2 separate regions of the Mus musculus genome follow, and region 1 is linked to region 2. Evidence: chromatin contacts called from public Hi-C data. All regions are on one chromosome and are shown on one strand. Each heading gives the region's core, a stretch centred on a gene start, on an enhancer-like site or on the middle of the called end of the contact. The rest is flanking DNA. Distances are from core to core; before and after follow the strand shown.

Evidence for each region. Hi-C and Micro-C count contacts between places; a contact is called where the count stands out from the background.
Region 1: a Hi-C map of CD8 T cells shows a contact between it and region 2, with 2.8 times the contacts expected there. The contact joins two enhancer-like sites. A contact is called at or near these places in 2 of 484 Hi-C or Micro-C datasets (CD8 T cells and the G1E-ER4 cell line) and 3 of 9 other capture datasets (adipose tissue, liver and pancreatic islet).

The regions. Positions count from the first base shown.
Region 1 is chr1:191,443,681-191,450,386 of GRCm38.p6, forward strand. Gm32200 (predicted gene, 32200) reads right to left here. Exons shown (of 6, transcript NR_151615.1): 3 at 1,886-1,906. Among named protein-coding and RNA genes, the nearest start is that of Gm31987, 14 kb to the left of the region's middle. Within about 2 kb of position 2,926, at least 102 of the 459 cell types and tissues checked have an H3K27ac peak or open chromatin away from gene starts, as enhancers often do. A contact at or near this core is called in CD8 T cells, where this site is marked.
Region 2 is chr1:191,304,081-191,310,110 of GRCm38.p6, forward strand. It overlaps Nenf (neuron derived neurotrophic factor), which reads right to left. Exons shown (of 4, transcript NM_025424.3): 3 at 5,839-5,942; 4 at 2,707-3,009. The coding sequence ends at 2,833. Among named protein-coding and RNA genes, the nearest start is that of Nenf, 11 kb to the right of the region's middle. Within about 2 kb of position 2,536, at least 19 of the 459 cell types and tissues checked have an H3K27ac peak or open chromatin away from gene starts, as enhancers often do. A contact at or near this core is called in CD8 T cells, where this site is marked.

The DNA.
Region 1 (6,706 bases), core at 1,676-4,175, 140 kb after region 2:
GGTCTGTTGAGAAGGAAAAGGCTTGGGTTCAGTTTCACTTCTAGTCAGTCACTCAGTTATGTCTTTCAGGAAGCTTCCCACGTCCCTCCCAAGCAAGACTGGAAAATCCTCAATGTACTAATGTTCTCTCTTTCTCTCTCTCTCTCTCTTCTTTATTTCTAGATTTTGCTGAGTTCAAGGAGGGCTGAGGATACGTGTTATTAATTTCTTTATCCTTAACACTGAATTAGTTTAAGAACTAACAAGCATATTAAAACAGGAAGGAAGAAAGAAAGGGAAGAAAGCCGAATGAAGGAGGGAAAAATTCAAGCATGATGGTGCATGTCTATAATCCCAGTACCCAGGAGTCTGAGGCAGAACGATTAGGAGTTCAAAGTTAGCCACCACCACCCCCCCCCACACACACACACATAATGGGGAATGAAAATCCTGGGGACATGACAGCATACTGAGTCTAGTTTTGTAGGCCTTCCAGTGGCTCTGAACAGTGTCTCTCAAATCCATTCTCCTCTGTGTTTGATCTTTCAGCTTCCACTCCCTGGTATTAATATAAAAATAGGATGCATTTATATGTGCTAAGTCACCATGATGACTTTTGGAGTCCTAGGCTGTCAGCAAGCTTGTAAATGTCTCTACTGACAGCAAGGCATAAAACCATCACCAAATACAAACACTGGTCTTTTTCCTGGTCACAGATACACGCTCTATTCCATGGACAAGGTCACTCACTTCTTGTGAACATAAGCTGTCCACGACAGCCAAACACGTGCCCACACACACCTTCAAAGAAGAGAACAAAAAAGTTCTTAGCAATTAATTCCCTGATGAGATCACTTATGGCCATCTCCACAAATGGAGAGGGACAAGGCCCAGAAAAATACAGAGAAGAACAAGAAAGCCAGATAGCCAAGCAATTAACTGTGGTGTGTACATGCATACAGACTCCACAGTGAAACTCCCTAGCAATGTTTTGCTCAGATTAATGATTAAATGGCTGTGTGTATTTTGACTAGAAGCCAACAGCTGGGCAAGGTAAGAGGGAGACATGGTGCCACGGTCAGCCAGGAATGAGAATCAGTCAGGCTTCTGTGCAGATAACCCAAGGCCTTGCACATGGATTCCCCCCAGGACTTCAACTTTGTTCTTTAGAGAAAGGTGTTTTTTTTTGTTTTGTTTTTTTAAGTCCAGACTGACTTCAAACCCATGATCCTCCTGCATCAGCTTAACAGTGCGGGGATAGCACAACATCCAGCTAGCTTCTCAAAATATTTAGCTCACCCTCTGACCCAGACCTGACGTTTGAACCAATGTTGGTTGTGTCTGGAGGGCAGAGTCTGGGGCTCTGAGGTCTGCTGCTGAGAGTCCTCTCCCCTCCGAGGAGCATGCCTATTCTTGACAGCCCACCCTTTCAACAGCACGTTTATTCCTCTTGATTCATTTTGTGCTCAGAAATGTCATTGCTGTGTGCGGAATCACGTGGGAGTCACCTGTTAGGGAGACTAGAGGCAAAGACAATCCAGTGCAGACTCCTATTTAGACAATGCCAGATGTCCATCTTGTCTCAGAGACGTCTGGGGGAGCCCAGGAAGGAAGACAGACTCTGTGGTTTATGTAAACTGTCAGCTTGGCAAGACCTAGAGTCACCTACTTATTTATTTATTTATTTATTTATCTATCTATTTATTTATTTATTTAGAGACAGGGTTTCTCTGTGTAGCCCCGACTGCCCTGAAATTGGCTATGTACACCAATTTGTCAGACTCAGAGACATCTGCCTGCCTCTGCCTTTGGCGCCCTGGGATTAAAGCCATGTGCCACCATGCCCAGCAATCTTAGTTACATCTGCTGTTGCTGTGATGAAACCTCAGGACCAAAGACAACTTACGCAAGAGAGAGTTGATTTTGGCTTTCGGTTCCAGAGGGCAAGAGTCCGTCACGTCACGGTGGAAAGCCATGGCAGCAAGCAGTAGGCATGTGGAGCAGGAACGGAGAGCTTACATCATCATTCAAAAACAGGAGTCGGAGAGCCGAGTGGACATAAGTAAGGTTTTAAACCCTCAAAGCCCACCCCTAATGGCTTACTTCCCCGAAGTGAGACCATACTTCCTGAACGTCTTCAAACAGCTCTACCAACTGGGGACCAAGTATTCAAATACTAGAGCCTATGGCGTGTGTGTGTGTGTGTGTGTGTGTGTGTGTTGGGGGTGGGGAAGTTGGGGGGCAGATAGGGGTGACACATCTTATTTAAACCACCAGAGTCATCTTTGAGCCAAGTCCTCCGGGCACAGCTGTGCAGAGAGTTCTAGATTAGCTTATCTGAGGTGGGTGATGCACCTGGCGGCCGGATAAACAAGCACCCATCGGTCTCCTGACTGCAGATGCAACGTGACCAGCTGCCTTCCTCACGGTGGTGGACTGCCGGTTCAAGGCATGAACCAAAACAAACACTTCTCTCCTCAAGCGGCTCTTGTTGGTGTTTGGTCACAACAAGGGGAAAGGTGACTAACACAGTCTCCTTCAGTGAAATGCACTCCACAGCAGGAAACCACACTCCTCAGATCAAAGGAGGGGGTCCCTCTCTGAGACTTCTTCCCTTTCTGCCTATCCTTTTCCATCCACATTTAAATTTAAAAAAAAAAATTTTTTTTGATGCAGGGTCTTATGTAACCTGGGCTAAGGACAACCTTTCTATATAGCACAGGCTGACCTTGAACTCCTGACCTTCCTGTCTGTAGCTCCCAGTTCCTGAGATTACAAGTGTGTGCTGCCACAGCTGCCCGCCCCCCCTCTATCCTCTTTTACTGACCACCTTCGTGTTAGGTTCAAGAGCAGAGAATACAGAACAACAACAACAAAAACTAGAGAGCGTGAAGCACTGGGTAGTAGAGCTAATGAATAACCAGCAAGTTCCATAACCCGCCTTGTGCACCTGTATCTCAGGGCCTGCTTTGACAGCAGGGCCTTGGTGGAGGAGGCTGCTGCCAGCAGCTCATTCAGCTAAATCAGTAATAACGTGGGTCTCAGAGCATCTTCAGCACTGTGCTCTATAATAACAGAGGAGAAATATATCCTAACTAAATCCAGGGTAAGGGTGTTGACTGGATGTGTGAATGTGTGTGTGTGTGTGTGTGTGTGTGTGTGTGTGAGAGAGAGAGAGAGAGAGAGAGAGAGAGAGAGCCAACACCAGCTTTAGCTCACTTGGTAACTGAGGCTGGCTTCAAACTTGAGATCCTCCTGTTTCAGTTTCCAAGTGATCGCATTACAGATACCATGTCTGGTTTTGACTGACTTTTGTTTGGAAAACACAAAAAGTCTTCTAGAAGACATTGCTGGATATTGCAGGAACATGTTACATGGCCTGAGAACAGGTGAGATGAGGTAGCTATTGTCAGCTTTTTTTAAAGCATAATAAAGGAAAGAGTGAGGAGAATGTCTTCATTTTTGAGAGATGTGTAGTCATGTATTTTAATTGACCTCTACATATCTCTACATTGAAATAGTCCAGAAAAATAGATGTATATGATAAGATGTAAGCAATAAGACCATCATGCGAGGTGTAAGAGTGTCATCCACGCAGTTCTTTCTATTGTACATCTGAAATTTTTCATAATGAGAAAATGTCCTGAGCACAATGCCTCACATCTATAACCCCAGAACTTGGGAGGCTGAAGAACAGGGCAGCCTGGGCTATGTAGCAAGACTCTGCTCCAACAGACAAAAACAACAATAACAAAAAGCAAGACAAAACCAAAACGAACCATTCTCTGTACTTGCAGTCGGCATACAAAGGCCTTTAATGAGCAAGACCTTCTACATGTTGATCAGCAGATAAAGGATTGCAGATACTTGTCATAGGTGATGCTGAGTGACAATATGCATTGTTTCCTCCGGTCGCTATGGCAACACAGCCACACACACACACACACACACACACACACACACACACACATGGGCTTTCCTTTACAGAACAGAAACTGAAGCCTGGTAAAGTGAAGAAGTTTATCCCAAGTCACGCTCTGGCAGCTAGCAGGGCCAGACCTAGTCAGGCTTTGATCGGGCTCTGTATTGCCTGCTCTTAACTGGTACCCCTCTGTTTATAGCTGCTCAGTAAGCCTTGAAAGTTAATGTCCAGTTAAATCCTTGTGACAGAGTCCATTGTGGTGAAGGGCAACCTGTCCACCTGCATATATAAACAACCATCATGAAGTCTTTCTGCTGAGGCAGGAAGAAGGGAGCTCTGGTGGTTGCTGGGGGGCAGGGAGTAGGGGGGAAGGCCTTGGGAGAGTGAGGGCAAGAATGTGGAAAGATCATGCAAGGAGGGAAGGAATGGGCTTTGCCCTGTGGACCGACAGTTGTCAGAGGCAAATGAAGTTGTGCAGCAGGTAGTTGTGAGCCAGCAGCAGACAGAAAGGCTTTTCTGACATAAGTAGGAAGGTTGTGTCTGCCAGGGCTGCTCTTCATGATGAAGTCACAGCTGACAGCCCTCAAGGTGTTTCTTCCCACCAGAGGCAGCAGGCACAGAGAGACAGTTCCACATTGCCATCACCAGTAGCCTGAGCAGTTCTCTTCATCTTTCAGGAAACTAGTCTCAGGTAAAACGGAATCCTTGGTTCAGTGCAGAAGAGATTCTCGGGGTGGGCCTGTATGCAGCAGAGCTGTGCATTTGCTAAGAGCTGGGTAAGCACAGGCATTCGAGGAGACTAGGTATGCCTGATATCTCTGAGAGAGCCACTCCCCACTGTCTTCACTGTAGCTGTGAAGCCTGTGCTTGGTGTTGTTCAAAGCTGTTACCTCTAAAGGGTTGCTAAGGAACCTAAATGGGGCTACAGGGTGGATCCTGAGGGCAGCAGGCTGGATTTCAGTGGATAAGGTAGAGGGGTTACAGGAAGGCAGGCTATCTCTACTGTCAGTGAGGTCATTGATCTGTTTCTAGAACACACCCGGGATAGCAAGGAGGCCTTACCATGGTCTTCATTGTTATTGTCACAAGAACTATCCTTATATGGAAGGACACTGTCTGTCTCGATGTTGGGACCATCACAGAAAATCTTGATACTTGTGTGGAAATTCTGGCTTCTCTGTTGGTAAGGATCCAACCAGATTCCTGATGATGGACCCTTTCCCTTCCCGTGTCCCCACAATTCTGTTCTCTTTTCTTCATCATCCTTGTCTTCTTTTAAAGATAGGGTCTCACTCTTGGTCTTTGGCTGACCTGGAGTCTACTATGTGCATCAGTCTTAAACTCAGAGAAATCCTCCTGCCTCTGTCTTCTAAGTACTGGTGTGTGTGTGTGTGTGTGTGTGTGTGTGTGTATCTTATTACTTTTTAAAAGATTTATTTATTTTTATTTTATACGTATGGCTGTTTGCCTGCATGTATGTATGTTGTGTGTATCACATACATGCCTGGTACCTGAAGAGACCAGTAAAGGGCACTGGGTCCCCTGGAACTGGAGTCATAGACAGCTGTGACCCACCAAAGCCAGGTCCTCTGCAGGAGCAGGGAGTACTCTTAACTGCTGAGCCACCCCTCCAGTTCACCTTTCAGTGTCTTCTTCACGCGTGTTTTATACGCACTGATGGTTGTGCCGAGACATTTTCATGCATGTACACACTGAATTTCAATCATCTTCACCCTGTCACCTCCCTTTCCTTTCCTACTCATCCATGTTCCCCATCTTCCTACGCTGCCTCATTCCCATGTTGCTTAGTCAATGCCTCCTCATGTCTGAGGTCCCATTACTGACCCATCATTCAGGAGACACAGTGAAATCTAAGAAAGTGGGCTGTGACAAGCTGTCCATACCATCTCTCCTGGCTTCCTTTACTACTTGAGCAGAGAGAGCAGAGGTGTGCCTCACCAGTTGGCCTGAGCATCCAAAACCATGACCTGAGTTGGCCTCTTGATGAACCAGCCCTTGCACAGGGCCAACCTCAAGCCCTGCCGGCTGGTAGGTTCACCCTATAATCACCAGGGTCAAGCTGTGCCGTGTGCTATGTAAGAGGTGGAGAGATTGTGTAAGAGTCAGAAAGACGTGAACACTCCAAGCAAGTCCCCCAGGGGCTGGGCATTAGAGCAGAAGTCACAGACAAGCTTGTCCTATGAGGACAGTGTTCTCTCACAAACCCTTTGGGATGTGGGCTGATCTGGTAAGTGTCATTCCTGGGCACTTGTGGAGCTGCTTGAGTGTCTCCTCATGCAGGGCTAGATTCTTGCTCCTTTGAGCAACTGCTCACGCCACCACATTTCAAATATTTCCAGAAAACTCACTGGATTGCTACAATTACAGACCTCCCCCAGTTGCTACAGCCCAGAGAGAGTCCATGGAAGCTGGTCTCAGAAGAGAAGAAGTACGGCTGTTTGCGGTGTACATAGTGTTTGTGATCTCAGTACTAGGGAGGCTGAGGCAGGAGGATTGAGTATGAGGCCATCTACAGGCTACATGGATAGACACTGTCTCAAAACCAGATAAAAAGTCAAATTCAACCATGACTCCCACTATATAGACTCCATCCTTACAGAGATAAAAGACAATTTCAACCGCAGGAAATATCAGCCGTTTTATCAGTCCTAAAATAGAAAGTACTTCTTGGGGGCGGAGGGAAAGTATTTGCTAAAATAAGTGGCTTCAAGGGACATTTTTCATAAAGGTCTTTCCAGGCCCGAATGATACTTCCACCTACAATCTTTCTTGTCACTACACAGC
Region 2 (6,030 bases), core at 1,286-3,785:
CACACAGAGCAGGGAAATGAGGGGTCTGACACTCACTGAGAGTGCAGGGGCAAATAACTTCACAAGTTACACCAACTGTGTAGACAGGCATCCCACAGAGAAGCTGACCTTCCAACCTGGAGGCCAGGGGTAGACATGGAACTTTCCACCCTTCCCGTGTGCGTCCTTTGACCTTCCTTTTCCTGGGTAACTAACCCAGTTCCTTCCTTGCTTGCTTATCCCAAGGGCAGCTGTCTGCCGTGTCTAGGGCCTCTCAGTCTAAAGGAGGCCTGGACTCAGCTTGGTGACGTTCAGTCCCTCGGGGGCGTCCAGGGCACAGATGTTGGACTTTCAGTATCAGTACCAAAAGTCCTCAGACACTTAGCTTGTCATTGAAGTGAAACTTTGGGGCCCTTAAGACACACACACACACACACACACACACACACACACACATCATTTGGCAATCACAAGCACACTGGTGCTCCTGGGTTACAGGAGAGTACATTTGCAGGGAGAGTGTTGCAAGGCAGGTGTGAGCCCTTAGGGCAAAGGAAGCATCTAAGCAAATGTTGGAAAGTTAGTGCCTGCCTGTGATCCCAGCACTCAAGAAATGGATGCAGGGTGGGGGTGGGTGGGTGAGAACTTTAAGGTCATCCTTGGCTACGCAGTCCAGGCCAGCCTGGGCTACAGGAAGCTGTCACAAACAAAGCAAACATGGAGTGATACAGACACAGGGCCTGCAGGGATCTGTGCCCGGACAGCAAATCCCCTTCTCTCCAGCCCCTTCTGAACCTGCCCTTTCTGCAGCCCACGAAGCTGCCCAGATTTCTGTGTGCACTGTCCTGTCAAGTCTCTGGTTTGGAATCTCAAAGCGAGAGGCTGGTCGTACTGAAGAGAGGCCCCTCTGCAGTGGGGTGGTGCTTTGAACGGAGAACAGGATGGGGAGCCTGAGGCCAGCGGGGAAAGCTGGGCCCTAATGGGGCAGGATTAGGGGGAAGTGTGGGCAGCCAGCCTTGCTGGAAAATCCCAGCCAGGCTCGGAGGTGTTGCCCTTCTGTGGAGACCAGGGCCTGAGGAATGGCATCGCAGCCTGCTGCCAGGTCAAGAAGACACAGGAAGCCATAGGCTCCTAAGTCAGGCTTGTTGGGTGTTTTTGAGGGCTGTGCATCACTGATTTGTACCATCTGTTTGGGTCAACATGTCCCCATACAGTGTACATTGGCTCAATGAACAACTTTTGGAATTCTAGGCCTGAGACTTTCTGTTCTTGGTTGCCACTGTAACTGGGGCATCCCCTTGCCAAGACAGTAGTCCCCACAGGTTGGTAAAGAGTGCAGAGATAAATCACTCTGGAGATGGCTTCAGAGCCGTGTCTGTGTTATTACATGGGAGCAGCCTCTCATACAGAGAAAGCCTATCAGTTGTGATGCTTATCACATTACCTCCGATTGGAGCAAGCAAGCACTCATACAGCCAGGGCCACAGGGAAGGCGCCATGGCAAGTGCAGACGTGTTCACAGGCCAGCCACTGGCAACTCACACTACTTCAGAATTCAGTGTTCTGACTTCAGGAGCACGGTGTGCCTTGCAGCTGCCGGGTCACGCCTCCATTTCTTCTACGATAGCGTCATTACGCCTGAGTGGCCACCAAGCCCTGGAATGTACCATCAAGTATGGCAGCCTGCTCTCTCTGAGGTGTGGGGATGGCCAGGGATGACTTTCTCAGGGCCTCTGGTCCAGCTGAGTCTTCCTGAGGTACGAGGCTAACTATGCAGTTCCCAGGCTATCCTCTAGGGGTGCCAAGTCCTGGGGCAGGGCTCCAGTCTCTATTTAAAGTAAAAATTCTATTTTTTGTATACACACACACACACACACACACACACACACACACACACAGAGCAGGGAGTCATACAGGCTGGCCATGAACTCAATACATAGCTGAGGACAATCTGGGACTTCTGACCCTCCTGCCTCTACATTCTGAGCCCTAGGATCACAGGTGTATGCTACCATACCAGTTATGTGGTGCTGTGGCTGGATCCCAATCTCATGCATGCTAGGTAAGCACTCTACCAAATGAGACACACACACACACACACACACACACACACACACACACACACGGCCTCTTGCTATTCTATCTATCTATCTATCTATCTCTCTCTCTCTCTCTCTCTCTCTCTCTCTATGTGAGTGTTTTGTCTACATGTAACTTTGTGTACCAAGTATATAACTGGATAACTGGTGCCCACAGAGGCCAGGAGAGGGCATCAGATTCTCTGGGACTAGAGAACCTGTGAGCCGCCATGTGTATGCCGAGAAGTACATCCAAGTCCTCTGTGACCCCCGACCAGGCTCCCTGCCAGTCTGGCTGCAGCCAGTTCCTGCCACCGCTTACATGGTCCTTACCTCCTGGCCTCATCACAAGCAGACATGGACATCAGGACCAAGACAGGAACCTCACCCCTGCAGGCCGTGCATAGGAAGTGCAGAGACAGGAGAATGCTTCTGCAGCAATGGGGTTGTTTGCTTAATGTATCCTTACTACAAAGGAGATGTGGTTGTGGTAGGGAGTGTGGGGAACACAAGCGAATGTAGAATCGGGGGTTCTTCACAGCGCACTGTGACGTTGGCCTTTAGTCACAGCTGAGCACCCACACACACACCTGCTGGCGGGCAGGGACACCAGGCAGGCACGGCCCCTGACCAAGAACCATACACAGAGTCTCCCAGTTAAACATTCGCTTTATTCAGCTGCAGGGCACTCGGAGGCTTCCTCCGCTTGTTCCGAGGGACACTTAACTCCTGTCCCCTCACTTCTCCCTAGAACCGGCTGCTTCTCAGCTAGACATCAGAATTCGTCCTTTATGTCAAAATGGGGCTGGTCTTCAGGCTTGAAGTCCAGGTTGGGGCTGCCATCCTCGTTGAGGATCCTTCGGGCTGTGTAGCCAACAATGGGGTACTTGGCTTTGTACACCTTGCTGAAGACGTCATCGAGGGCCTCCAGCTCCTTGGCCGTGAGACCAGTCTTGGGGAGAAGAGATGGGAGAGAGAGATGAGCAAGCTGAATTTGACAAGTTGTGACTGGCACTGTCCTCTCTCTGGCCCTGCCTTATCAGCCCCAAACTCCAAGTGCAAAAGAAAAAACCATGCTAAAAGAAAACGAAAGAAAACAAAGCAAAGCCTTTTTTAGGAGAGAGCAGGTGCACAGCCCGCCATCACAGATTCTGGGACCAAGTTTCTTGCATTTGGGGAAATGGCAGCGGTCAGCACACGTGGAGACTCACCCTGGGAAACTGCCTTTGTGTTCATGGCGTCCATTCTCGCCAGAAAAATATGGGGGAAAAACCCTCCATCTTAAATCAAAGAATGAACTTTCAAACTTTTAAAGAAACAGCTCTAGGTATGCAGGGTATGTACACAGAGGGTAAGTGAGGAGTGTTTACAGGATGTTAGTGCAGGATGCATGTGTGGGGGGTGTGAGCAGAGTGTTTGTGGGGGGCGGTGAGCAGAGTCTCTGTGTGTGCAGGGTGTGTGAACAGAGTCTGCGTGTGTTCTGTGAGAGCAGAGTGTGGGTACAAAGTGTCTGTACAGAGAGAGTGCTGGGTGTGTGAGCAGGGTGTGTGAGCAGGGGAGCAATGGCCTCATCAGTTTTGCTGGTCAGCTGACACAGGAAGTATCTTCCACAGAACACCCAGTCCTGGGTGGGCAGCACTGCAGCCTGCCCACCTCTCTGTCGTTATTAAACATTTAAGTACAGCATCTGCTGTAACCTGGACTGAGGATGCCCCTTGGTGAAAGGTCCATGTGTCAATGGTTTGGTCTCCAGGGTGAAGTTACTGGGAGGTGATGGTGCTTTTAAGGGGCGTGGCCTAGTATGAGATCCTTACATTGAGAGTGTGCCCTCCAGAGGAACTGTGGGACACAAGACACTTCACTCTCTCCTTTGCTTCCTGGTCATAAGGAGCATGGGCTTTCTCTGCCACATGCTCGAGCTCTGAGATCAGTCAGTCCTGGATTGAAGCTTCCAGAGTAAACCCTTTCTCTTTAGATGTTACTTAGACGTCTAGAGAGACAGCTTGGTGGTTACGAGCACTTTCTGCTCTTGGAGAGGACCCAGGTTTTCTTCCCAGCACGCCCATCAGGCAGCTAGCTCCAAACTGCCTTTGACTCCAGTTTCAGGGGATCTGGTGCCCTCTTCTGGCCTCTACAGGTACGTGCATGCCAGTGGTGCACATAGACACACATACAACGAAATAAAAATTCATTTTTAAAAAGGTTATTTGTGTTAGATATTTTGTTACGGTATGGAAGGCAGACTAAACCCTTCCCACTAATTTCTTTCTATAATGCTGTGGCTTAAGAAGTTGACTCACTGGGCTGCAGAGATGGCTCAGAGGTTAAGAGCACTGGCTGTTCTTTCAGAGGTATGAGTTCAATTCCCAGCACCCACATGGTGACTCACAACCATCTGTAATGAGATCCGGTGCCCTCTTCTGAATTGCAGGCACACATGCAGATAGAACACTGTATACATAATAAATAAATAAATCTAAAAAAAGAGAATTTGACTTCTCACAATTTTTTATATTGATTTGATAAGCACAATTCAGGTGAATGCCAGGCAATTGTAGCATTTACTATATAAAAATTACTATACTATGTTGTGGATATTACTATATAAATTTTTGTTTGTTTGTTTGAGACAGGGTGTCTTAGTCAGGGTTTCTATTCCTGCACAAACATCATGACCAAGAAGCAGTTGGGGAGGAAAGGGTTTATTCAGCTTACACTTTCCACATTGCTGTTCATCACCAAGGAAGTCAGGACTGGAACTCAAGCAGGTCAGGAAGCAGGAGCTGATGCAGAGGCCATGGAGGGATGTTCCTTACTGGCTGGCTTCCCCTGGCTTGCTCAGCCTGCTCTCTTATAGAACCCAAGACTATCAGCCCAGAGATGGTCCCACCCACAAGGGGCCTTTCCCCCTTGATCACTAATTGAGAAAATGCCTTACAGTTGGATCTCATGGAGGCATTTCCTCAACTGAAGCTCCTTTCTCTGTGATAACTCCAGCTGTGTCAAGTTGACACAAAACTAGCCAGTACACAGGGTTTCTCTGTGTAGCCCTGGCTGTCCTGGAACTCACTCTGGAGACCAGGCTGGCCTCAGAACTCAGAGATCCGCCTGCCTCTGCCTCCCGAGTGCTGGGACTACAGGCGTGCTATAACCAGGCCCACTTTTAACATGCTGTGGTCTTCTGCACAGAAGCATGAGCACAGGGAGGGGCCTTGATTCTCCAAGTCCATCCACTAAGCTTCGGCAACTACCAAGAGCAGGACTCAGAGATGTGTGCAGCGCACACAGATGCCCAGCTGACGAGTCCACAGAGTTTGGACTTAAGTCTGTAGGCAGTGAAAAGCCAACAGAGGCTCCTAAATAGGGTGACCCAGAGAGCAGTTGGCTACCAAGCCACATACGCTAATTAATAGGCTTATTAAGAAGTTTTGTGGGCCAAGGAGCTTGTTCAGTGGTAAGGCATTTGCCTAGTGTGTGTGTGTGTGTGTGTGTGTGTGTGTGTGTCGGGGGTTGGGGATGTCTACATTCAAATCCAGAGTAATAAAAGAAGTCTGATTAATCCAGAGACTTAAACAAAACAAACAAAACTAAAAACAACTGGGCTCAGTGGTACACACCTTTAATCTCAGCCCTTGGCAGTCCTGTGAGTTTGAGGCCATCCTGGTCTACCTAGAAATTTCCAGCCTAGACAGGGCTACATAGTGACACTCTGTCTTGAGAACCAAGAATAAACCCCACAGAATGGGAACGGAACGTTTTGACAAAGGCTTATCCGGCTTACAGTGTCGTGAGTGAGGTCTGCTGGATCCAGTGACATCTTGGCCACACCTCTGCTGGAGTCCTTCCCGGCCAAGGCATTGTAGGGGGCTCCTCGTCCATAAAACTCTGCAGCAGGGCGGAAGGAAGAGTGTGGGTATGCATGGATGGAAGCCAGGGGTTGGGGGGTTCTCCAGACTCCCCAGTTCTTGGAAAG